Linked DNA regions of Sus scrofa: regions 1, 3 and 4 are each linked to region 2. Evidence: chromatin contacts called from public HiChIP or PLAC-seq and promoter capture Hi-C data. All regions are on one chromosome and are shown on one strand. Each heading gives the region's core, a stretch centred on a gene start, on an enhancer-like site or on the middle of the called end of the contact. The rest is flanking DNA. Distances are from core to core; before and after follow the strand shown. Region 1 holds the start of TRA2A (transformer 2 alpha homolog). Region 2 holds the start of NUPL2 (nucleoporin-like protein 2). Region 3 holds the start of DBF4 (DBF4 zinc finger). Region 4 holds the start of IGF2BP3 (insulin-like growth factor 2 mRNA-binding protein 3).

The links. Promoter capture Hi-C pulls out the DNA fragments that hold promoters and counts their contacts. HiChIP or PLAC-seq counts read pairs in DNA pulled down with a chosen protein or histone mark.
Region 1: a promoter capture Hi-C map of fetal liver shows a contact between it and region 2, with 5 times the contacts expected there. The contact joins the promoter of TRA2A here to the promoter of NUPL2 in region 2. A contact is called at or near these places in 1 of 5 promoter capture datasets (fetal liver) and 1 of 2 datasets of contacts at active chromatin or transcription factors (alveolar macrophages).
Region 3: a contact with region 2 is called in a promoter capture Hi-C map of liver, with 3 times the contacts expected there. The contact joins the promoter of DBF4 here to the promoter of NUPL2 in region 2. A contact is called at or near these places in 1 of 5 promoter capture datasets (liver), 1 of 47 Hi-C or Micro-C datasets (embryonic fibroblasts) and 1 of 2 datasets of contacts at active chromatin or transcription factors (skeletal muscle).
Region 4: a contact with region 2 is called in an H3K27ac HiChIP or PLAC-seq map of alveolar macrophages. The contact joins the promoter of IGF2BP3 here to the promoter of NUPL2 in region 2. A contact is called at or near these places in 2 of 47 Hi-C or Micro-C datasets (embryonic fibroblasts and heart right ventricle) and 2 of 2 datasets of contacts at active chromatin or transcription factors (alveolar macrophages and skeletal muscle).

What each region holds. Positions count from the first base shown.
Region 1 is chr9:92,320,888-92,326,907 of Sscrofa11.1, forward strand. It overlaps TRA2A (transformer 2 alpha homolog), which reads right to left and starts at 2,698. Exons shown (of 8, transcript NM_001077223.1): 1 at 2,663-2,698. The coding sequence starts at 2,698.
Region 2 is chr9:91,976,944-91,983,397 of Sscrofa11.1, forward strand. It overlaps NUPL2 (nucleoporin-like protein 2), which reads left to right and starts at 4,770. Exons shown (of 7, transcript XM_021063448.1): 1 at 4,770-4,994; 2 at 6,400-6,454. The coding sequence starts at 4,877.
Region 3 is chr9:92,479,246-92,485,565 of Sscrofa11.1, forward strand. DBF4 (DBF4 zinc finger) reads right to left here and starts at 2,070. Exons shown (of 12, transcript NM_001137637.1): 1 at 1,810-2,070; 2 at 448-620. The coding sequence starts at 1,855. It overlaps SLC25A40 (solute carrier family 25 member 40), which reads left to right and starts at 2,280. Exons shown (of 12, transcript XM_021102524.1): 1 at 2,280-2,524.
Region 4 is chr9:92,268,641-92,275,027 of Sscrofa11.1, forward strand. It overlaps IGF2BP3 (insulin-like growth factor 2 mRNA-binding protein 3), which reads right to left and starts at 3,624. Exons shown (of 14, transcript XR_002335867.1): 1 at 2,808-3,624; 2 at 1,447-1,507.

The DNA.
Region 1 (6,020 bases), core at 1,448-3,947, 340 kb after region 2:
ACTTCGGAAAGATCATCTGAAAACACTTTTTTGAGCCTCTCTGAAAGGTTATAACATTTACTATTTATTTATTTAGTTTAGGGCCACCCTCACAGCACATGGAAATTCCCAGGCTAGGGGTTGAATCAGAATTGCAGCTGCTGGCCCATGCCACAGTCACAGCAACGTGGGACCCAAGCAGTGTCTGAGACCTACACACAGCTTGTGGCAACGCTGGATCTTTAACCCACTGAGTAGGGCCAAGGATCAAATCCCGGTCCTCATGGATACTTGTCAGATTGGTTACCGCTAAGTCACAACAGGAACTCCGGTTATTACATTTAGGTACAAAAATACAACAAATGTATTCTATAAAACCTTTTTAAAAAAATTTAAATAAATTTTATTGGACTATAGTTGATTTAGAAAGTTGTGTGAATTTCAAGTGTACAGCACAGTAAATCAGTTAAACATATTTTATAAAATCTTTCTAAACTGCTGGTTTGTGGTTAGCAGATAAAAGATCACTGTAATTTAAAAACTAAAAGCATTGGTGAATATGAAATTGCCTTGAGAATCAAAAAAAGGTACACACTCAGAAAAGTTTCTAGCATTCTTCTAATTCTTCAACCAATTATGAATAAAGACAATTACCTCAACCTACAAAAAAGTAATATAAGTAACAGGTGAACCTATTCATTACTCAATTTGGTTCATTTCATACCTGGGTATCACGTGTGGGGAAAAATTTTTTCTATAACCACAAACGTTGTAAAAGGGGAGGAAAAAGAAGGCAAAAACTTTTTCTCTATTAAAAGAAATTAAGTGCCATGCATTTTAGGTTAAAATTGGGTGGGAACCTTACATGTATTACTTTCTTGGATGGGTAAGGTAACAATCATCAAGAACTTGCTCCTTCCTTAACCTGATGACTAAATAAAATTTTAAAAAAATAAAGGAAAACAAGGTCTCAGATAGTAGTCCTCTTCACTTCTCCACAAACCAAAACAAATACCAACTTCTCGAGATTATAGTGAAGTTAATTTAAGAGGCAGCAAAATTTCTTCCATAGCCACCTAACATTTTCAAAACAAGAAGCAGCTCACAACTATCCCCAAATATCATTACGTGATTTTTAAAAAGTTTTGTTGGGATAATCAATACCACCCATTCTAAAAAATTCAGTAAGCTCAACTATTCCTTTCTATCTATGACCCAGAAATATGACCTAGAGAAACCCAATCTTAAAGGCATTAAAGATAACTTTTTTTGGTTTCCAATCTCAAAAAGAACAAAAGCCTAAATCGACCCTCTGATTTAACTGTCTGGTTCCAGATGCTTATCTTATGAGTTTCTAAAAAAAGACAAAACTCATTCCATCCACACACCTTAAGTGTTTTTTGTTTTCTTTCTTTCTTTTTGCGTTTCCCCTAGTAACCAGAATACCAACACAAGAGCAGAAAAATGCTGCCTGAGGACTTTCTTTTCCGAGTCTTACACTAATTCACTTCCATCAATTTTCACTAAGAAAGTTACTTCGGAAATTTAACCCAATCATCGCTAAATGTTCAGTACATTTAAGCTGAAGATAACCTATCTTTGTGATGTTTATATTTACCGACCCAAAATAATGAAAAACTTTGATCCCTCTTTGCTGGAGGATGGGCTGAGAAGGGAAATGGGAGAGGGTCTGTACTTTGAAGGTATCCTTTTGAGCTGAGAGGATAGCATACACTATTGCAAAAATACTGAGCCATGAAATTTGTTCGGTTATGTAAGATTAAGACAAAAGATTCCCTCTTTTGCTTTTTACCGTCAAAACCTGTCAAGTAGTGGTCAGTGTTTAGACGAAAGGTCATAGGAAGAAAAAGCATTTGAAGTTGAGATATAGAGAAAGAAGAAAAAACCCAACATCAAGGAATCAGAAAAGGCATTATAGCATTTTCACATTCATTGTGCAGTGAAAGGAAAGCAGAAGGGACATTAAGGGAAAAAGGGCTCCTTGCGTAGTTTTCCCCTCACAGCTCTCGTCTTAAGAACGCTTAAGGGTCGGTGCGGTCGTTGACTAACCACTTCATTAGGCTCGTCCCACCTTCAACCTCAAGGCTTTCGCCTTTATAGACGCAACGCCGCCGGTTCCAACAGAGACGCGGCCGCTCACTGCAATAGAGAGCCAAGGAGACACAGGCCCCAGCTAGTCCCACGCCAGCTTCTCCCCGCCCGGACAGCAGCCCCGCGCACTTTCGATCCCGAGACCCTCTACGATGCTCGGGGTCGCCAGCAATGCCACCGCAGGAAGCACCTACCACTATCCGGTCGGAGGGGAACTCCCTGCCGTCTCCTCCCGCCCCACCGCGACGGGGACCCACATCTCGGAACAGAGATAAGGAAGCCTCGGGGTGGGGAAATGGGAGAACGCACCGCGGGGGGAAATCGGACACAGGAGTCCAGGTTATCAGTCAGTCTCCAAAAAGCGGGGTAAGGGGGTTAGCCGTGGTGTTTGGGGCAAGAGTGGAACCCAGAAGCCATCTTGGGATGTGAGGAAGCGACCGCGATGGCTCCAGAGGCTGCTCCCCGCGGGCCCCCACAAGGCTCCCCGCAACCACGCCCGACCGCGCTTGTCCCCGTGAAACCCCGAGCATCGGGCCGCCGCCGAAGACGGCTCCCGCGGCTTTGTACTCACTCTGCCCTCGAAGTTGTTCTCCTCTACATCACTCATGTCGGCCAGGCGCTCCCCAGAACTAAGTAAGAGACAAGTCTCGGCTTGAGGGCCGATGGACTAATCAACCCGCTGACTCGACTGTGGGGAGGAGGAAAGAGTCGGCAACAGCCGTCGCTCGACTCCACTCCCACTCGGTCGCAGGCTCCGGCAAAATGGCGCCCGCGCCGCCAGAAACCTTCTGGCTTCCCCGGTGCGCGACGTGAGGGGGCGGGGCTTCTCTGTGACGTCAAGAGGCCCCGCCCCCAGAGAGGCTTTACGGAGGACCCGCCTAGCAATACCGCCCCTGGAGCCCCGACCCTTAGCGCGTTGGACCAGAGGACCCCCCCAGACATCTAAACTTCAGACTCCTTTCTAACGCATCAGTACTTTTGAAGATTTTGAAGTCACCAGATGAACTTTTTTTGACCTTGTCGCATTTATATATTTTCCAAGAGAATTCTGATGGATCAGAAAATAGGGGAGTTCCCATCATAGCGCAGTGGAAACGAATCCGACTAGGAAGCATGAGGTTGCGGGTTTGATCCGTGGACTTGCTTAGCGGGTCAAGGATCCGGAGTTGCGGTGAGCCGTGGTGTTTGTCGCAGATGCCGCTCGGATTTGGCCGTGGCTGTGGCGTAGGCCTGAGGGTTACAGCTCGGATTAGATCCCTAGCCTGGGAACCTCCGTATGCCGAGGGTCTGGCCCTAGAAAGATAAGAAGACCAAAAAAAAAAAAAAAAAGAAATCGTCTGCATAATGAGTAGGCTTTTATTTGGGATCTTTTCAACACTCTTTTCTTCACCATTTGCCCTATATAATTCCATTACAGTGATACATGCATAAATTGGATTATAATGAAAAGTCACAGTTCTTTACCTCTCTGCTCCCTGCCTTCCTGAGAAAACTGTCAATTTTATTTTTTTAAATATTGCTTAGTTATCTACTACTATTTTTTGACTTATATATTTCCTTATATCGGCATAGCTAAGACCTCTGTCAGATCTAACCACTTGGTTCCCAATCATGGTAATTTCTGAAGTGACTTTGAGCTTTATTCATATCTTGCAATTTTAAAATGTTTCCTCTTAAAAATCTTTTTCCCATATATATTTTTATATATTTTTTAACATGTGGTATATGGAAGTTCCCAGGCCAGGGGTGGAATTGGAGCTGCTGCTGAGGTTACTCCACAGCAACAGCAACATCAGCAGCTGCTACCTAGACAGAATCCTTAACCCACCGAGTGAAGCCAGGGACCAAACTCACATCTGCACAGAGACAATGTGGGATCCTTAATCCACTGAGCCACATTAAGTACTCCCTTTTTCCCATAGTATTTTGTTTTGTTCACCCATGCATTTGAAAATTCCTGGGTCAGGAATGGAACCTCCGACAGCAGTGAGCTGAGCCATTGCAGTGACAGCCAGTGATCATTAATCCTCTAGGCCTCAAGGAAACTACCGTCATAACACTTTGGGATGAAAAAGTTGATGTGAACCTTCAACCACAGTTCTATGTTAGGAAAGGTAATTGAACATTTTCATGAAGATCACTGCCATTGGGCAAGATTTCTAGATTTGACTGTGTCTGCTATTAATAGAGCTAAACATTTATAACATCCACCTTTTAAAAAGATGATGAAATTTATAATGAGGGAATCAGGTAGATACTATTTGAACCTCCCAATAAATCTTAGCACCATTAAATGAGATAATCATACATGATATACTTGATGTGATATAATCAGAACTACACAGCACCTTCTGTAAGTATTCGTAATTCCTCCAAACTGAATATCACTCAGATATAATTAAGCATTAGAATATCAGATCTATACTCAGATCTAATTAAGCATTAGATCAAACAACAGTTTACAGGAAATGTAGGGAATAGAAAAATAAGTTTAGGAGTTTCCGTTGGAGCTCAAGAGTAACAAAACCAACTAGTATCCAGAAGGACTTGAGTTTGCTCTCTGACCTTGCTCAACAGGTTAAGGATTCCGAATTGCTGTGTGCTCTGGTGTGGGTGGCAGACGGATCCACATTGTGGTGGCTGTGGTGTAGGCTGGCGGCTGCTGTTCTAGCCTGGGCATTTCCATATGCCAGGGGTGAAGCCCTAAAAAAAAAAAAAAAAAAAAAAAAAGTTTTTTAAAAAACCCCACCAAAACACCAATAATGAATCAGTTTTCATAGGACAAGTAACCTAATTTCCCCCAACAAATTAAATAAATTTAACAACAAGAATGTAAGGGGAAAGTGGGCTATCAAAGACTAAAGAGTCGTAAGAAACATAATATGTACCTCATAGTCTTGATTCAAACCAACTGTTTTAAGACAGCAAAATTTGCATTAAGTCTGGGAATTTGATGATATTCAGGAATTAATATTATTTCGTGTGATAATGTGCTGGCTATAATTAAAGAGAAAAATCTTTACCATGAAATGACATATCTAGAATTTAAATTATTCCAAAAGAAAACTCAAATAAATATTGTGAATATGGGGAAGATATAAGTGTTAAAATTGGGTAATCAGTACATAACTATCCATAATGGAAGCAAAAGGGTTATCCTCTTAACTCTTTTGTGTGTTTGAAATTTTCCATGATAGCTTTTAAAAAAATATATTGCAAGAAACTACTTTTCTTGTGTTATATTAAACTCATATGGAAAGCACTTTCAGAAGAAGAAAAGTAAACTTTTTTACAGTTTTAAAATAAATATAATCTCAGAGACAGTATTTTAAAGGATTATTATTTGAATGGACAAGTTCTGTTTTTATCTACTCATTTTGAAATAATTTCGATCTCATAAAAAAAAAAGTTGTAAAAGTAGCACACAGAGTTCTCTTCAGGGAGAGCCCTGGTCGTCTTGTGAGTGGTTAGGTCTCAGTGGTTTTGCCAATGCGGACTGAGTTCAGTCCCTGGTCTGGGAACTGAGATCGCATATCAAGTCTCTGCACACTGTGGCCAAAAGAAAAAAAAAAAAAAAAAAAAAAAGGTAATTCTTTTCACTAAGCTTCTCCAAGTGTTAAAGTCTTACTTAACCATGGGTATTATCATCAAGATGGGAAATTGACATACTATTAACTAATCTGCAGACTTTGTTCAAATTTCATCAATCATCCCTCTAATAACCCTTCCTGGGCTAGGATCTAGTCCAGGATTACACATTGCATTTAATTGTCATCTGCCTTTAATCTGGATAATTTCTCAGTCTTTGTCTTTCATCTTCAGTCATTGTCTTTTATGACCTTGAATATTTCGAATACTGGCTAGATGTTTTGTAGATATACCTCAGATTGGTCTGATGTTTTTTTCTCCTGATTAAAGTTATGCATACT
Region 2 (6,454 bases), core at 3,520-6,019:
TCCAACCAAGATTACTCTACCCAGCAAGACTCTCATTCAGACTTGAAGGAGAAATAAAAACCTCAGATAAGCAAAAGCTGAGAGAATTCAGCAACACTAAACCAGCCTTACAACAAATACTAAAGGAACTTCTCTAGGTAGGAAAGAAAAATTCCACAAATGACAAGGCTCACCAATAAAGGTATATATACAGTAAAGATACGAAATCATCCATGCACAATTATACCATCAAAATCAGAAATCATGAGAAGAGGTGGGTACAAATGCGGAACACCAGAGATGATCTTGCAATTAAGAGAACAACAACTTAAAAGAATCTCATATACATGTAGACTCTTACATCAAAACTTCAGAATAACTGCAAACCAAAAATCTACAATTGATACACAAACAAGGAATCTCTGGAGAAGAAATATATCTCATAGTAAATAAGTGCATAATCCACCATGAAGGGGGTCATTTGACATCATTCTTGGAATGCTGAAGTCTTCTTAGATCTGATTCTGATTTCCTCTCCATTAAAGAACTTATAATTAAATAATGCCACTGTACAATTAAATAATACAGTTCTACAATTGTATTATTAATAACCATTTCTCTCCATGGTACAATGTAAAGTCTATAATGTCTTGTTTATCACATCACCTAGAATGGTGTAATGAAGAATCAATGAGATGGAACAAATTGTGAGGACATATTTATATAGTTACACTGTTTTTTAACCACCTTATGCATTTTATATTTTACTTATTTTCAGAGGGTGTATTATTTTTGTTATGCTTACCAGTTGTTATTCTTTTTACTATGCTATATAAAATATTTAATGGTATATAAGGCTTTCTTTATAAATTTTAGTTGCATAATATAACAATTTAATATAATGGTAATTTTTAAAGAAAAATTGAAATGTAATAGATAAAACTAAATAGTAAAGATGAAAGCCATAAAATTGGGATAAAGTATAGAATAAATTTCCTATTTGTCTCAGCATATTTTTCCATTCCACTTCTCCATGGGAGTCACTTAATCTGTTTCTTAAGATCCATGTTATAATAATCTGTGTGAATGTAATTGTGTGTAAATGTATGTATTTTATCCTGTAAAAAAATTAAAAAAAAGAAAAGAAAAGTCAGTAGTCATAGTGAGATTGGTTACTACAAGGGGTCTGGTTACTAGTGCTCAAAATAGATATGTTGAGAATAATAGGGAGTTCCCATCATGGTGCAGAATTGAATCTGACTAGGAACCATGAGGTTGTGGGTTCAATCCTTGGCCTCGCTCAGTGGGTTAAGGATCTGGCATTGCTGTTAGCTGTGGTGTAGGTCACAGATGGAGCTCGGGTCTGATGTGGCTGTGGCCAGCAGCTGTAGCTCTGATTGGACCCCTAGCCTCCACCATGTGCTGCAGGTGTGGCCCTAAAAAGCAAAAAAAAAAAAAAAAAAAAAAAAAAAAAGGAATAATAGGAGTCAAGTTTCTCACTATGAAATAAAAACACTTAGAAATGCAGATGCAAAATAAAATGAATTCTGTGATCTTGGGTTGAAATTGCTGGTTATCAGTATGAACTCAGTAGTTTTTAATATATAGATACAGAAATATGTATTGATGTAAACATTTCTGTCTGTAGTTTTATATTCTCTAGTAATACCCAGGGTTTTGGGATTGGGTTGGGAAATAAAGTCATTACAATGGCAATGAGCAAACTTAAGAGCTTAGGTCTTGGCTTCTAAGTACCAGCAGAAAGGTGGGCTCCATTGGAAAAAAGGCTGATTGCAGGACTGGAGTAAGGTAAGTGTCAGATGAGCCTGGAGCATCTTTGGGCCAGGAAATGAAGAAGTGCTCAAAGAATCATGGAATGTGTCAATTGGGAATGATTTGAGCATCAGAATCAATGAAAGATTATAATCCAATGAATAAAGTTGGAATCCATAAAGTCTGTAATGATAGGAATAAGTAAATGAGTGAACTAAAAGTCTGGTGAGGAATGAGGTTTTTATATACTTTCAAAATCCTTATAAAATTCCTATTAATAACAAAGAGGAAAAGAGTACTTGTACAGTGGAGCAATTTGGCAGACAACACCTGAAATGATCAAAGTGAATATTATAATTAATGAGACAAATTGTGCACTACCTGATAGGTGCATTGTGAAGACCATGGCAAAGATCCGTAATCTAAATCTAATAACTAGAAAACATCAGATAAGTGTGCATTTAGGAAATTCTACAAAATAACTAGCTGTAATCTAATAGTGACAAGGAAAGACTGAGAAGATGTTCTATAATGAAGACTAAAGAAATATGAATAAGGCAATGATAATTTCAAACTGCATTTTTGTCCTTTAAAGGGTATTATTGGAACATTTAGCGAAATGTGAATAGAATCCAATGATTAGATAGTAGGATGCAGCAATATTAATGTCCTAATTCTGGTGATTATATTGTGGTTAAGTAGAAGAATGTCCTTGTTTGTAGGAAATACATTTTACTGTTGGGTGAAGAGGTATCAGGTCTGCAATATAGTTTCAAATGGTTCAGGAAAAAGTTCTTTGAACTATATGTACTTGTAACTCTTCCATAAGTTTGTTTCAAAATAAACTGATTTTAAAAAAGTAAAAAGTTGCATCAGTTATTCCCAGTGCTCCTGGAGATTCCACAGTTCTCAAAATCCAAACTAAGTATATAAGCAAGAACAATGGCTGGCCATCCTAAACCACTAGGGATGAACCTGTAATCCAACAATGTCAGATTTATTGACTCATTGCAACCAAGGAGACTGCACACTAGAGGAACTGCAGGGTGTCTCACACACAAAAGAAAATGTAGTTGTAGGATTTGTGGGAAAGGTGGAGTTTAAGTAAAATCTAAATGAAACAGTTTTGATAGAGCAGTGTAAAAAGGCATCAACATCACATCTGGAGTGAGAAATGGAGGTACGGTCATGTTTCCTTGGTAACCACAGATTTAAGAGAACATGAAATGTTCTTTTCAGGAACCCCTTATCTGCAGCTCTGCACCTGGTTAGAAATCAAAGCTGCTTCTCCGTGTCAAAGTGCCTTGGGTCCTCCAGGCAAGAGTGGGTATTTCATTCCTACTGATAAAATTTCAAATAGCTACATTTATGTGGACTTTGTTTTATTTTATTGGCGTTGACTTACAATGCTGTATTAGTTTCAGGTGTACAGCAAAGTGAATCCGTTATACATATACCTATACCTATTCTTTTTCCCATATAGGTTGTTATAAACTATTGAGATTTCCCTGTACTATACAGTAGGTTCCTGTTAATCATGTTTTATTCAGTAGTGTGAATATGTTATTCACACCTTCCCAATTCCTCCCTCCCCTCAATGGTTTCACCTATGATAATTATAAGACTGATTTTGAAATCTGTGAGTTTGTTTCTGTTTCATAAATAATTGTTTTAAATGGCCACACCCACAGCATGTGGAAGTTTCCAGGCCAGGGATCAAACCCAAGCCATAGCAGAGACCTACACTACTGCAGTGACAACACCAGATCCTTAACCTGCTGTGCCACAAGGGAACTCATATAATTTCCTTTGTATCATTCTTATTAGATTCCACATGTAAGTGATATCATATTGGGAGTGCCTGTTGTGGCTCAGTGGTAACAAACCAACTAATATACATGAGAACCTGAGTTCGATCCCTGACCCCACTCAGTGGGCTAAGGATCCAGCATTGGTGTAAGCCATGGTGTGGGTCGCAGACATGGCTTGGATCCTGCGTTGCTGTGGCTGTGGCACAGGCCAGTGGCTATAGCTCCAATTCAACCCCTGGGAAGTTCCATATGCTGAGGTTGTGGCCCTAAAAAAAAATAATAATAATAATAATAATAATAATAAAATATCATTATATTTGCCTTTGATGCACTTTCCTGTGAATTTTAGCTCCATCCATGATGCTGCAAACGGCATTATTTCATTCTTTTTTATGGCTGAGTAGCATCCCATTGTGTAAATACGCCACATCTATACCCAATCATCTGTCCATGGACACTTGGGTTGCTTCCACGTCTTCGCTATTGTAAATAGTGCTGTGATGGACACTGGGGTGCATGTATGTTTTTGAATTATGGTTTTCTCCAGATATATGCCCAGGAGTAGAATTATGTGGATTTTTTTATTTATATGTGGACTTTAAAGAACAAGGTTTCTCTGTATGTAGTAAGATAAGAATGTAGTACTTATCTGAAGATGGGGGTTATTATGATACTTTTTATTTACAGTTTGTCCTTAAAATCTTCCCTGGGAATTCCCTGGTGGTCTAGTGTGGTTAGGGCTCAGCGCTTTCACCATTTTCACCCATGTGGTCCAGGTTCAAGCCCTGGCCTGGGAACTGGCTCTAAAAAACCCAAAACTATTTCCTGTTAACCCTCACAACTGGCTTTATCTAACACTGTTGTCCATCCTGATGAATGACTGGGCAGATCTTTGCTCTCACCGGTTACAAATGAAAATTACGACTAGGTCTCTCAAACCACAGCCACAGCTAATCCTTCTCTCAGGGCCGTGCTGGAGTTCTGGGTTTGCCTGACTAGCTTTCCTCTCATTTTGGACCTCAAGCTTCCCTTGAAGGCCGAGGTCCTTTGCCAGGGTCTCTTACCCGCTTTTCCTCCACAGCTGATTCAAACATCCCGCCCTCCCAGGCCATCCTTGTTGCATAGGGGCGGACCTTCTCTTCTCAAACCCTATTGGGTATAATCCGCTCCTCTCACCGCACAAGCGAGCCAGGGCCTTTCCCAGGCGCGAAAAAATTACGTCACAGTAGCGGTTCCGGGTCCTCCCGTAGCTTTAGGTTCTCTGCTGGCAGAGGGTAAGGAAGGAAGGCCTCTCCGTCTGAGACGCCCTTGCCATGACCATTTGTCAGTTTTTCCTTCAAGGCCGGTGCCGCTTTGGAGACCGGTGCTGGAACGAACACCCCCGCGCCGGGGGTGCGGGCGGAGGACGGCAGCAGCAGCAGCAGCCCCCAGGTGACGTTCTCATCAAGCCTTCGCCGCTAGTTGATCTGGGCAGAGCTTGGCGTGAGTCCGGCTAGAGAGGTGCGAGCGGCCGCCGTGGGGCCCTCCGCCGGGCACAGCGCCACGGCGTACCAGTAGGGTGACGCGGACGTGCCTGCGTCGTCCCCTCGCCCGCCCCGCCCACCGACATTTTTAGCCATTTATTAGTATCTCGGTAGACTTGTTGGGCAGGTGAAGGCAGGTGCTTGCTTCGTCGTGGGTACTAATGCAAAACAATGAATTTTTTAAGTCGGAATTACGTGTCAAAACTACCTTGTCTTTTGGTGGCAGTGGTTCGGAGAATTGGCGTAGTTCGAGGCAGACTCTTCCTTGCTTTACTGTACTCCTGGGTACTTGTTTTTTTTCCCGTTGACGCCTTGAGCATAACTTTCTCTAAACTTTTTTTTTTTTTTTAATAGGGAGGGGCTAGCAACTGGGGTCATAGTCAGGACTCTCAATTTGGGGAAAGTCGTAAACTCCTTTGAAAAATCTAATAAAAACTACAGAGCCATAAGCCTCAGATAAATGCAAATGATGATAAAATTGGGGGTAAAATTGGGAGAATGGGATGCCCAATTAAGAACTCCGGGCTAGGAGTTCCTGCTGTGGCTCAGCGGGTTAAGAATCTGACTAGTATCGGTGAGGATGCGGGTTGGATTTTTGACCCGGATCAGTGGGTTAGGGATCCCTCATTGATGCAGGTTGCGCCATAGGTGGCGGGATGTGGCTGGGATCTGGCGTTGCTGTCTTTGTGGAGTAGGCCCGCAGCTGCAGGTCTGATTCAGCCCCTAGCCTGGGAACTTCTATATGCCAAAGGTGAGACTGTGGGGGAAAAGAAAGAAAAAAAAAAAAACTAAAAGGAAAAAAAAATTGTTTGTTTATGTCAGGAGTGCCCTTGTGGTGCAGCGGGTCAGAGATACGATATTGTTACTAGTGTGGTGCAGGGTCAATCCCTGGCCCTGGAACTCCCACATGCCTCGCTCTGCAGTCAAAAAAAATAAATAAATAAACAAAATAAACAAACAAACAAAACCACAAAGCTGTTCATTTTCAATTTATATAATTAAGTGTAATATCAACAAATTACGTAATGGTCCAGTCAACAATATTGAGAAGACTAAATCCATAGAAAAATAATGATGTATTTCTAAATTCAGCTAAGTTTGTTTGTTCTTGACCATGCCTCAGCATGTGGAAGTTCTTGTGCTAGGAATTGAACCTGCTGCACCATAGGAAACTTTTTATAATTTAAAGTGGAAATGTAGTGCCTGTTAAATCTTTGCATAATGTCTGCACATAATAAGACAAAATATAATAGAGTTTTGAGATTTAAAAGAGGAGTTGCTAGTAAAATTTTTGATTTTGTTGTTTATTTCAGGTAGTAACAGACGTGGATGGAATACCACTAACCAGAGATACTCCAATGTTATCCA
Region 3 (6,320 bases), core at 820-3,319, 500 kb after region 2:
ATAAGGTAAGAAAGAAGCAGGTTTTCCATATTTATAATTTATAATAACTTATAATCCAAAATTGTTTTCTTAATGACATTCATTCTACTGAGACTTTATCATTCAAGAGGAATTTTAAGTCTTTGTGGTTTGAACAGTTTTCCATGTTCTGTAAATAACATTCTTTTATGTAGCTTCCCAATCATAATCAAGAAGCTCCTTCCATCTGGAGGATATCCCAACAAGACAACCAGAAGACAATCTCACTCTTTGTGAACTTTACACCAGACTAATAATCACAGAAACCTGAAAATTTTATCATTTATGATCAACAGCTGATAGAAATTTTAAGCTTAGTGTTTATGTGGTTGTAAGTTTTCCAAAAAGAAAAATTTAAATGATTACATATTAGAAAGTACTAGTTACAAAGTTTTCTTTTTTCGTCAAAAGTGTATGGTTTTGACTTACCCCTCCTAGATCCTTAATGTCCTTTTGCAGTTTTTCAGACAGGGCACCAGAAGGTAAGTCAATATAAAACACTTTTCCCCAGAGTGGCTTATATTTGGATTTTTCTGGTTTGTTATCAGTTTTCAGAGATTTCAAAGATGGTCGGTTTTTCTCATTTTTAACCTGGATTCCACCTGTTGTTTAAAAAATTTAGAATCAGATGATGTTTTATGTAGATGAAATTTCTACTGTTTTGAAAATATTCGTTTATATAATAATCATACTATATAGAGGGAAAAATCTTTATAATTTCACTAATTTAGCAGTCATTAACATTTTGTAGTACCACACAGAATAAAGGCAAAATACCCTATATATTTTAACAAACACTATGTCACAAAATAATTACTGCTTACAGTCAGTAGTTAGATTTGCAGGAAATACGTGTTTATTCATGTTTTATGCGTTAAGGCAGGGAACTATATGAAACCAATTACATCTTAGGATGTAAACTCCGTGGAGTACTTACCAAATACTCAAGGAGCTTCTGCCATTCTGTTGAACACTCAAAACTGGTACTTAACATGTTGAACATCAAATAATGCAAGAAACCTGTTACCCAGAATGACCCAATCCTCTAGTTTCTATCTGCTCAAGGTTTAGTTTCAGTCAGAGTTACTGTACATATTAAGAACTAAATGGTCCATTTGAAGAACTAAATCACCATTCATTTCATTCTTTTGAAAACAAATTTGAGATCCAAACAACTGTTTAAAAAATTAAGGACTCAATCTGCTCATAAGTAGAAGACCACAGTAAATATACATATACACTATACATCTAAAAGGAAAACTTAAAGGCTGGAATCCTTTACCAAATAAAAGTGATCGAAAAATGAAAATTTACCTTTGTTTCTATTTTGAAAACAACAATGGTGTGTTTGAAATACAAATACTTTCCCTCCACTTTATGAGTAAAACCAAAAATCTACACCCACAATCACCCAATTTAATCCTGAAGCGAAAAGCCCTCAGCACATCTGCTTTTAAAGAGACTCTAGCTACAGCCTCAAACGGTCGCAGCGTCTGTGGGAGCCCCGGAGAGTTCCCGGGTTCGCACATTGTCTTCAGATTTCACAACCGAAGGCACCACTGGGAATCTGCGGTTGAAGCTGGAACGCTGAGGGCGCGAGAGCAGGGCCGGGATCCACTCACTTTCTGAGGCAAAACCTTAAACCGAGCCTTCCTTCAGGCCTCAGAGCAGAAGGAACATGTCAGAATAGGAAAGCAGCAGACTCAGCGCGAGAAATCTCAAGAATTAATAATGGAACCAGGAGGGGAGGAAAGGATTAAAGGGACTGCGGGCGGAGGAGGGGCTTCATACCCTGGAAATGTCCTCTGCTGTGGATCCTCATGGCTCCGGAGTTCATGGCAACTCGCCGGTACCTACATGCTGGGTCCGGGGAGGGTGTCGCGCCGGGTGGCCGCGGAAACACAGCTCCTCGAGGCCCGTTGACCGGCCGCTCGCTTCTCCTCTTCCGCGGGCCACCACACCCACGAAGGAGAGAGGCCGCGTCTATCCGCCGGGTTTCCGGGGCCGAACTTAACCCCAGGGCGCGGAGCAGGAAAAGGTGAAGCACAACGAGTGGGCTGCGGCGGTTGAAGATTTGAAAACGCGTCACGCGACGCGGCGCCGATACGCGCGCCCCGCCCCCTCTCACGCGGCACGCCTCGCCCCGCCTCGCGCTCGCCCCCACGTGCCCGCCCCCTCGCGTCGCGCTGGACCCCTGCGTGCCCGCCTCTTCGCGCTGCGCGCCCCACCCCTCACGCCCCGCCTCCTCCCGCCGTGCGCCCCGCCCCCACGGGCCGCGTCTCCACCCGCTCCCCTCCCCCACTGCGATGCTTTCTCAGCCTCATCTTCGCGGTTGGTTCCTGCTGCTTCTTGTCCCTATGCTTTTTTGTACAGTCCCTGTGGCTCGGAGTTGACCAAACGTAGTGAATGCAGTTAGCACCAAAGGCCGGCCCACCCTGCCCTCAGCGTCATTCCCGCCTTTTGAGGTTGCTGGGACCGCCTGCACTGCAGCCGCCTCCTCCCTCAGGTACGCTAGTTTTCCTCGACCTGTCCGGAGGGCTGGAAGCGCGGCGGCTGCGGCCGAGCCAGGACTCACCTTTAGGCCGGGCAGGTTGGCAGCGACAGACTCTGTTCGGCTCGCCCAGAGTCGCAGAGCGTAGTTTTCCCGCGGTCGCCCCGCTGGCTGGAGGCAGGCCGCAAAGGGACTCTCCCGGCAGAGAGCGGCGGCGGGTTTGGGGGGGGCGTCGGAGCGAGGGTTGGGCCTGAAGGCCCCGGCCTGGAGCGCGTCCGGGGCGCTTTGTGCCTTTTGATGCTTGTGTGCACCGCTCAGTTAACCTCTGCTGTGCACTCTGTTGTTTTCGTCTTATTGGGTAGAAGTTTATTTCAGCAATAACAGAACGAAAGGGGAATTCGAAATCTCAAGTCTACGATTTGGGGTCTGGACCAACCACCGATTAGCCTGTAAAACTTGGGTTTAATTACCTAATCCCTTTGAGACTCAGTTTTTTCATCCGGGACTTGTAGTAAAGAATAAATTTGAATGTTTTGAGAAGTAAATTAATTTTCTAAGTGGGAGAGCGCTTACACATACAAAATGAATTTTGGTGTTTCTGCTCTTAAACTTCTTAAAGAGTAAAAAGGGTTAAATCTTGTGCTGTTTTGCTTTTCTTACCTCCTGGCCTCGGTGGTCACTTATTGTTTAATGATTGATTTTTAACTCAGTAGCTCGGGGAAGTTAGTGCCGATATCACCGTTTCACAAATAGGTAGTTTAAAGCAAAGATAAGGGTAAATTGTAATACCGTTAGTCAAAATGGAGAGCACAGAGAGGTGGTCCAGGTTTGCTAAGGGAAATTAGAGTTTTGCAGTGATGGTTTTAGTTTGAGGGGCTTGAGGAGACAGGTGTGGAACTGTCTTTATTAGACGCTTGGTAATATTTGTCTATAATTCAGGGGAGATGTTCTGGAGGGAGTGATGGTGGTGGCACAGAAAGGGAATATAGATTGATTTGAGAGACATGGTACAGACCAATCACTGATTCTCAGTCATAGGGTGATATGTAAAAGGTTATCAGATCTTGGAGGAGGTATAGTTTGAACAAACATATTTCCATTAGAATTTCTTTTTGGGAAATAAAATCTGTTTTCAAAATGTAGGCTACAAAAAGAGCACAAGATTTATATGTTCACAAGAAGTTTTAAAAGATTGAGAAACACCTAATATAGAATGCAGTTAAAGTCATGGGAGAAAATGAAATTGCCCTGGAGAGCATGTGAAATAGGAGAAGTAGTGATGAGCAGAGGATGAGGAAATAGAGAAAGAGATGGAGAAAAGGCCACAGAGTTAGAACTGGGAACCAGTCTTCAAATGTCACATAGTTAAAAACATTGGGATTGACAGGCTTTACTAACTATATGGCTTTGGGTAATTTTGATCTAGATTTTAATTTGTGAAAAGAGGGTAATAAACACTTCCAGGTGTTCTGAGAATTAATTGAAACTCTTTTGAGAGCTAATTATTAGTGCAGTGCCTGATAGAGTGAGAGCTGGCAAGTGCTGTCGTTTTGTTGAACTCCTGTTATCAGCCTCTCCGTCTTCAGAGTTCCAAAAGGCTAAGACTGGAAAAATAGGGCTTGGATTCTGGTGATGAAGATGTTTTTTGGTTACTTAGTGACAGTTTCAGTAGATGGCTAAGGTAAGTACTATATAAAAATGATGGGCTTGAAGTGGAGACAGGTTGAATATATTACTAAAAAATTTGTCCCTGTAGGGAATTTATAGGAAGGGACAATAGGGTCTTGGGGAGGTTTGGGGGATATGGGAAAGATTTATACATGTTTCTGTTGAAGAAAAGAAAAACAGGGAGTCTATTTTATGTTCCAGGGAAAGATGAGGTACCTTTCTTATTTACTGTATTGAGGAAGAACAGTAACATATTGTCATCCTAGGCTTTTAGACACACCCTTGACTGCACTGTAAGTGATAATGTCAAGCTGTGAATAAGCAGAAAGTCTGTTTTTACTGGACAGTGTTAAAAAATGTCTGATCTGTAACCTAAGGACATTTAAAAAAATTATTTTTGGGAGTTGTCTTTGTGGCTCAGTGGGTTAAGAACCTGTTTAGTACCCATGAGGATGCAAGTTCCATCCCTGGCCTAGCTCAGAGGGTTAAGGATCCAGCGTTGCTGCAGACTGCCGTGTAAGTCCAGGATGTGGCTCAGATCTGGCGTGGCTGTGGTGTAGGCTGGCAGCTGCAGCTCTGGTTCAGCCCCTAGCCTGGGAAGTTCTGAATGCTGCAGGTGTGGCCCTAAAAAAAAAGAAACGGTATTGAAACTCAACGAATTTCCTGGTGGCTCAGCTAGTTAAGGATCTGGTGTTGTCACTGCTGTGGTGCTGGTTTGATCCCTACCTGGCCCTGGAACTTATGCATGCTGCAGGTGCCCCCCGCCCCCAAAAAAAGCCGGGAATGAAACTCAGATCTTTTAGTAGCCACCAGAAGAGGGACATGGTCATATATCTGTGGCCTGTTAACATAAGTCTCCTTAGTGGACTCCTTACTATCATGTAAATAATCAGGACTGTTGGTAATGAGGTTTATGTTAGTACATCTTGATAAGCTTCACATGAAAGGTATACATTCAAAAAGAAATGGGGCAGTGTTACTTGTGAAAAGTTGGGTAAAGTTCTCTCAAGCAAAGTTGCAGACCATTGAAGAGAATCATGGTCTAATTAAATAAAACATTTGGCTCTGAATCAAGAGAAAATGAATTTCATTCAGTACTGGCTCTAATCCTAGGTAATTTTATGACCTTGGGAAAATACTAACCTGCTCTACTACAATTTCCTCATCTATAAATGGAAGTAATATGTGCCCTGTCTACCCCACACCTTTTTGTGATTATCAAATGAGGCTCTAATTTGTTTTTTCAGACTACCTCATATATATACAAATATACATTTTTAATTTATTTTTATCTTATTATTTTTGCTTTTTAGGGCTGCACCTGTGGTATGTGGAGGTTCCCAAGCTAGGGGTCTAATAGGAGCTACAGCTGCCGGCCTCCACCATAGCCACAGCAATGCCAGATCCGAGCTGCATCTGGGACCTACACCACAGCTCATGGCAATGCCGGATCCTTAACCCACTGAGTGAGGCCAGGGATGGAATCTGCAACCTCATGGTTCCTAGTCAGATTTGTTTCTGCTGCACCACAACGGGAACTCCCAAATATACATTTTTATTCTAGAGTGTAGACAAATGGATTTAATCATTCTTCTGTAATACCACTTCCCTTTCTTCTTTTTCTTAAGCCTCTCTACCTGGCTGGCTGGAGGTTGCTCCTCTTTCTTTTTCATAGCAAGCCTGACTTAGATTCAACCTTTTATCTCCTTATTTGGGGCCTTCAGTAATATCCCAGTAATTTATTGATATATTATCTCCTGAAATGTGTTCTTTTGCTATTTTTATTAGTTAATTTTCATGTTTTAGAGTCTCACTACCTTGGTGAATTGGAGGGCCTAAGGTTTTTCTGAGGTTAGTTTTTAGTTTTCCAGGCTAAGCTTATGAAAGGATAGTGGCTATGGCCTTGAAGTCCATGCCTCAGGTTAGGATAGGCTGGGAAACCAAGGAACAATAAACATATTGAGTCCTGGACCACAACCTAAGTGAAGGGTGAAAAATGGAGAATAAGCTACGCAGAATTCAAAATTTGAGAGTGGCTCACTCTGAGACAGTATAATTCAGAGGCTGTTGTGGCACCTGCAGGAGCAGTTAAGCATAATGAGTTGGTCTAGAGGTTGTATTATGTTTTGAAATAGATTGCAAA
Region 4 (6,387 bases), core at 2,374-4,873, 290 kb after region 2:
AACTTCTTTTTAAGGAGATAGGATTTATTGGGATTTCTCCCCCAATTTTTAGATTGCTATTAAACTGAGATCATTTCAATAATTTTCAATACATATTCCATTTTAGAAACTTTAAAAAGAATTCCATTCTACTATATTAAATAATTTGACCCCTATCAAAATTCCCAACTAGAATTACATCTATCTGGCTACACAAATCCCTTTCAAACTATCCTAGTGAAAATCAAGTACACCAAGAAGAGAAATCCACAAAAATCCAAACACGCTAACAAAAGACACAACAGCTGAAAATGCTCTACCTGGAAGAGAGTTCAATCTAGAAAGAGGCACAGGATGACCTGTTGGATAGCCATCTCTCCCACGGAAATGGAAATTCGTAGCAAACCCTTTCTGCCCTCCAGCATACACACTCACTAGTACCTAAACAAACACTTGGCAGCTCTAGTTTAAATTAACTTCCAGTTTACTACTTGGCCCAGATTGGGAGTGGGGGATGAGAGGGGGGATGGCAGGGTCCCTAAGTCCACCTTGCAGACATAAGCAAACCCCCAGCACCACCCGGAGGAAGCAGTACCCTTCTAGTCAGAGTTACACAGCAGGGATCTGGCCTCCTCTGCAGAAAGGAGCCATTTCTCCAAGATACTCCAGGGATTAAAACAATCTCCAAACATTCTGTAAACTGACACACTACACATGCTCTCCCAAAAGTTCAAGCCCCTTGTTTAAGTAACACCAATCTTCGGCCTTCTCCATCTTTTGGTGGTTATCTGCAAACAAAAATATTATTTAAAGGTGGGGGGAGTGGACGGCCAGGAAACAAAGGCGGGTGTGCAGAAAACTAACTCTGCAGTGACTGAAAGGCACTTCTGGGCAGAAGAAACCAGGCTTTCACTCACATGTCCCAATCCTGGCGGGTGAGCTACCAGAGTAAAGGCAAATTCCTCCCCTCTCAAAAGTTCGGACTGCCTCCCAGGCCTCTCAGCCTCGTCGCCGCCAACTGGGGACAGAGAAGCAAAGGAACGCCGCACCCGCGAGTGTCTGCAGCTGCTTTCGCCTATCCCGTACTTTCAGGTGGGGCCGGGGGTGGGAACGGTCACCCATTGCTTCCTAATTCCCACAGGTGCCCAGAAACTGCCCTTTGAGACTTTGATTTCCTGTTGCACCGGTGACCTAGTCTGCCGGAGAACACTTAGCTGAGAGACCTTCCTTGAGAGACATTTTTTTAACCAGTAATAAACCAGTGGCAGGGGCCACGGACAAGCCGTCTATTTCTTAGCAGGAGTTTCAACATACACACACACACCTGCCATTAACTTAAATGCAAGAGAAGACGAGAAACGCCAAGCCAGACAACAACCCGACAAGAGGAAAAGTTGTTCTCAGCTGTGTTGAAGCTCTCTTCCCAATGGTTGAGAACAGAATCAGAAAGAACATAATTAAGCTCACCTCTGCCTTTTGGGGACCGAGTGCTCAACTTCTATTAGTTTCCCGTGCAGTTCCACTTTACCTGCGGACACACGAGAGGTGGAAGACAGTTGGCCCGGTTTAGTTGGCTCTCTGGCCCCCAAGGACCCACATAGCCTAAGCGGCGACCTAGGTGGCCTCCTGAGCCCTGAATAGCACCGGGAACTCACTCAGCCCGTGTGGGAAGTTGACCCCTCTGGGCTGCGTGGGTGTAAGTTACTTTTGGGGTGGGAAGAGGAATCGCCTGTCCCTCTTCTTCTACAACTACTCGGGTAACATTCTTCCCCTACCCTGGCCTCCACCGCCACCTCCCCCGACACTGCAACAAAAGACAAATTCCGGCGTAGGGGCTACGTTGCCTTTCTTCAGGTGGGGGCGCCCGGGTCCTTATCGCGGGTTCAAGCCCAGGCCCTCCGGGAACGGGCAGTGAGCGGCGGGAAAGGCTCAAGGGCCGCAGGGCAGGCGCCGAAAGAGCGAACGTCCAGAGGTGCGGCTCGGCACGAACTGGGCGCGCGAGCGACTAGCGTTTCGGAGAGGAACTGAGCGCAGCCTTAGCCTCTGGGCGTCCCACCCTCGCGCGCCGCGCGGCCACGCGAAGCCCCCAGTGCTCGCCAAGGGCACCCCGCCACCCCCGGAGGCCGTGGCTCGAGGCCCCGCAGCCAGGCGCCGCAGTGTGGCTCGCTCCCTGGCGACCCTTGGCCACCGGTGCCCACCTGCCCCTCTCGCTCGTCGGACGCGGGAAGGTTCAGCAAAGAACCCGGGTCGCCCTCGCCCGCCTCCCGCAGGGTCGTAAGGAAGCTCAGCAGCGGGGTCAAGGCCACTCTGAGTTCTCTAGCTGCCGGAATCTGGGGCGGGAGAGGGGCAATGAATCCAACGCCATAAAAGAAGAGAGCAGAGAGGAAGCAAGGAACGAGAAGCAGGCGTTCGAGCTCGGCTCCCAAGGCCCGGCGTTACGGAGCCTGGAGCAAGCGCCTGGGCCCGGGCGGGGTGCGGGGCGAGTGCACCGCCCCCCCTCCCAGCCCGGCGCCGCACGGTCCCCTGCTCCCCTCGGAGCCCGCGCCCGGGCTTTCTTGACAGCGAGTCCGCCCTCAGCCCGCAAATCCCGGCGGGGGAGGGGAGCCCGGGGGCCGGGAAGGCGCAGAGGCTGGGGGAAGCGCCCGGACCCATGCGTGTGGGCTCCCGGGCCTCGTCCCCTCTCCGTACCCGCACCCACCCAAGCCTGGGCCCAGTGTGGACAACCCGGTGTTAGCCACCGGCCTGGCTCCCGGCCCCCGACCCCGGCAGGCCCGGGCGGGCGGCGCGGGGCTAGGCAGGCGCCCTGGCAGGGCCCGGCCGGGGCCCACCTGAAAACGCCTCGATGGCCTTGAGGGCCCAGCTCTCGTCCGGACAGTCCACGAACGCGTAGCCAGTCTTCACCAGGAACGGTCCCGACACTGGGATCTTGGCGTCCTTGAAGATACTTTCCAGGTCCGAGGGGACGGCGTTCTCGCTGAGGTTTCCAATATACAGTTTGTTCATTGTGAAAGAGTGGTTGTTTAAAAAAAATTAAGAGAGAAACGAAAAATTAAAACCACCCACAGAGACGGATGGATCCTGGGGGTTTTGTTCCCCTCCTCTTCTCGCCGTTAAAATACACGAACACAGTAAGAACCAAGAACAAGAACGAGGAGCGAAAAATCAGATCCGAGGGTTCCTGTTTTTCCTTTCCTAGGTATTAAAAAAAAAAAAAAAAAAAAAAAGAAGGAAAAAGCCTTGCTACAACCCAAACGCATCAACGAGTCTTCCTAACTCGGAGGAGGAGGCGGGATTAGCGAGGAAAAGGAGACGAAGAGGGGAGGGGGAAAATACTTTTTGTCTCTTCCTCCCCAGCCCCTCTGGCATCGGCCAGCGGACAGTGAAAATATCACACTACGTTAGGGCAGGCGCCGCCTCCCCATAAAAAACCCTGAAGGGTGACTGGCAGGAGAGGAGGGGAGAAAGGGGTGGAGGGAGGAAGACGCAGGAGGCGGAAAAAATCCGCTCCGAGTGTCCGGCTTTTTGAATGAGCCACGTGTTCAAACTACAAATCAACGTCTCACGTGAGGAATCCCAGCGCCTCAATTAGAGTGGGTTTCGGAGGAAAAAAAAAGAGCTACCAGGAGGAGGAAGAGGGGGAGGGGAAATGAGCTTGGGCGAGGGACCCTGAGAAGGGGGAGGAGGAAGAGGTGGGGGGGGAAATGCTAAAGGAGCCGCAGCCCGCGCGCGAAGGGGAGCGCGGCAGGGGGAGCTGATGGTTACTGCAGAGTTTAGAAAGGGTTATCTGGCTGGGGCGGATCCTGAGGCGGGGGAGGGGAAGAATATTGATTTATTTTTTGTTTTTTTAATGAGAGTGGGGGTGCTAACTAGGCAATTCCTCAGCTCTAGTTACTGGAGTTTTAAATATTCGATTTTTTTAAAACAGGTAATTAACAAAGCCAAAGAGTCACCATTCCGAACTCTCCTTGCGGCTTTGATGACAGAAGTGTAACCACGGCGAAGCCGCGAGCACCTTTCCAGGGCTGGCAGGGACGGAAACACAGCGAGGGGGTGGGGTGGGTGGGCGAGGAGAAGCGGACCGACACGCCCCACCCTATACACCGTTTACTGGGCCCGGCACCGGGGAAGTGGGGCGGCCCCGAGCCAGGGCAGTGGGGGATGGGAGCCCGCGGCGTCCTGGGCGGGTGTCTGGGCGACACCTCCTCCGCCTGAGCTCGCGGTGGCTCTCGGCTTCGCGTTTGCCATTGGTTGCACGATTCAGAAAAGGCTCCGGGATCAATGAGGCCGGGGGTGGGCTTGGCCACTGGTGGGGGAGGGGAGCTCAGGGGCTGGGGCTTCTGGTTTGGGGTTGGGGGTGTCCCGGGCTCGGAGGCCGGAGCAGAGAAGTGTGAGTGGGAAAAGGCGGTATTTAAACGGAAACTATTTCTTCCTGTAGTTTCCAGAGGAGGAGGAGGAGTGCGGTGGGCTGGTACTTTTATTTAAAGAATTTTAGTTGGAGAACTTGGGACTCTTAAAACAGAGAAGACCGCGCTGCGATTCCCCTAAGTGGTATTTGCACTTGAAAAATTCTTCGAGTCTCTTTCTGCCTATTTTCTGCCCGCATTTGGCCTTGAGAACCATTCATAATTTCCCCTGTAGGTTACGAGCACAATGGTGGGTGTATGGGGGGAGGGTCTGGGCCCGGTGGAGACTTCTGGGCCAACAAAATGAAGACTGGAGATGAGGAATACGGAAATGAGCGCTGGGGTACTTGTGGAAATCTCCAAGTGTCGTTTAAAGATTGTGTACTCCACTCTAAGGCTTCATTTACACCAGATACTTGTATATTTTTAACAGGTATTCCATAGAACAGACTGCTTATTTTTAAAAAGTGAATGAAATTCCATATAAGATGGAAATATGAACAAGAATCTCTAATGACTTAGTACTCTTACTATTAGAAAAATGCATTATGTAGGAGAAAATACTGTTTACAGTGAAATATCTTCAGTAATTATGACAATTGATAATAGTTCATTTATCTTGGTCAAACCCTTATACGGCATTTAAAAGTGTGTATTTTCCCATTTAAAGATGAGTGGCAGATTATGTTTGAAATATGTGGGAATTATTGCTTGAGAAAAAGAGCATTTACGTATTTTCTTTTAAAAGGAACTTAAAATTTTGTGTTAAGAAACCGGAAGGTGTTAGATCATCCATTTTAAATGCAACTGTTCTTTCTAACAGGTTTTTCTTTCCTGCCAAGCAAATCCAACTTTTTAAACGTAAACCCAGTTTCACAATATTTTCACTTACATTTAATTTAGTGCAATTCTTCCTTTATGAGATGGAGGGGACAAACGTCCTTGTGTAAAATGTTCAGAACTGTATTATGAGCTCTATCTTCAAAAAACATTTTAGTGGTGAAATTTAAATTTATGGTTAGGTTTAACTTTTAAGAAGAGCATAATTATTTTTATTTTTCATGTTTTTGAGAACCTTTGTTCTAAAAAATATTTTAAAATATTCTTTTTATTACTTCCCTGGTACTCAAAATGTAAATATCAAATTATGAATTTATTTTTCACTTACCTGTTGCATGTGATGAAAAGCTTTTTGGAGAAGTATGCTTTTCATTCATCTAGTAATACTTGCTTTTCTAAACATCTAAATTTTATAAACTAGTCTGTTCATTTAAATTTTAGTTATTTTTCATAGTAGCAATATATGTTCAGCTTGCTTTCAAAAATCAATGAATGGTATCTTCTGGATTGTAGACTTTTTTGCTCTTATTAAAACTGAGACCGAAGGAAATATCTACTTCTAAAACACAGGATAAAATGTTTATTTTCCATAAATACTAGTCCATGCCTGTCTCTCACTATCAAACAAATCTAACAGCTGGAATTTAAAACAAGTGTGTGCTGTTTTGATGAAGTATGTTCCTGGGGCTCTTGTGAACTTAATCTGTGTATTATTATAACACACTGGATGTTCCGTCTAGGACCTTAAAAACACAAGAGTTATATAAGCTTAGACATTAAAAAAAAGGAAAGTAAATACAGTCCACTCCACCTCGAATCTTCCAAGCATTTTAAGGATAAGGATATTGTCAATGGCTGAGTAAAAACAGCATGGGTAATTGTTTTTTACTAGCATTTCAAGTGCAAAAATATCTTTGGTGGGTTTTCAAGAATGACTATAAAGTCAATCTAACTTCCACTCTTAATGAGTCCCACACAAGAAATTAACCGTGTGTTTGGGCTACTTGAAGTTCTTGCTGAAGCAGCTGCAGCTCCTAAATGTTAACTCCACGGGGCTCCCACCCATTGTAATGTGCTCTGATGCGGCTATCTTTCCTACTGCAGCCTGTTTACTCTTTGGACAGCTGCACCTCCTCCTGATCTGCTGACCTGAAGGCAATAAAAT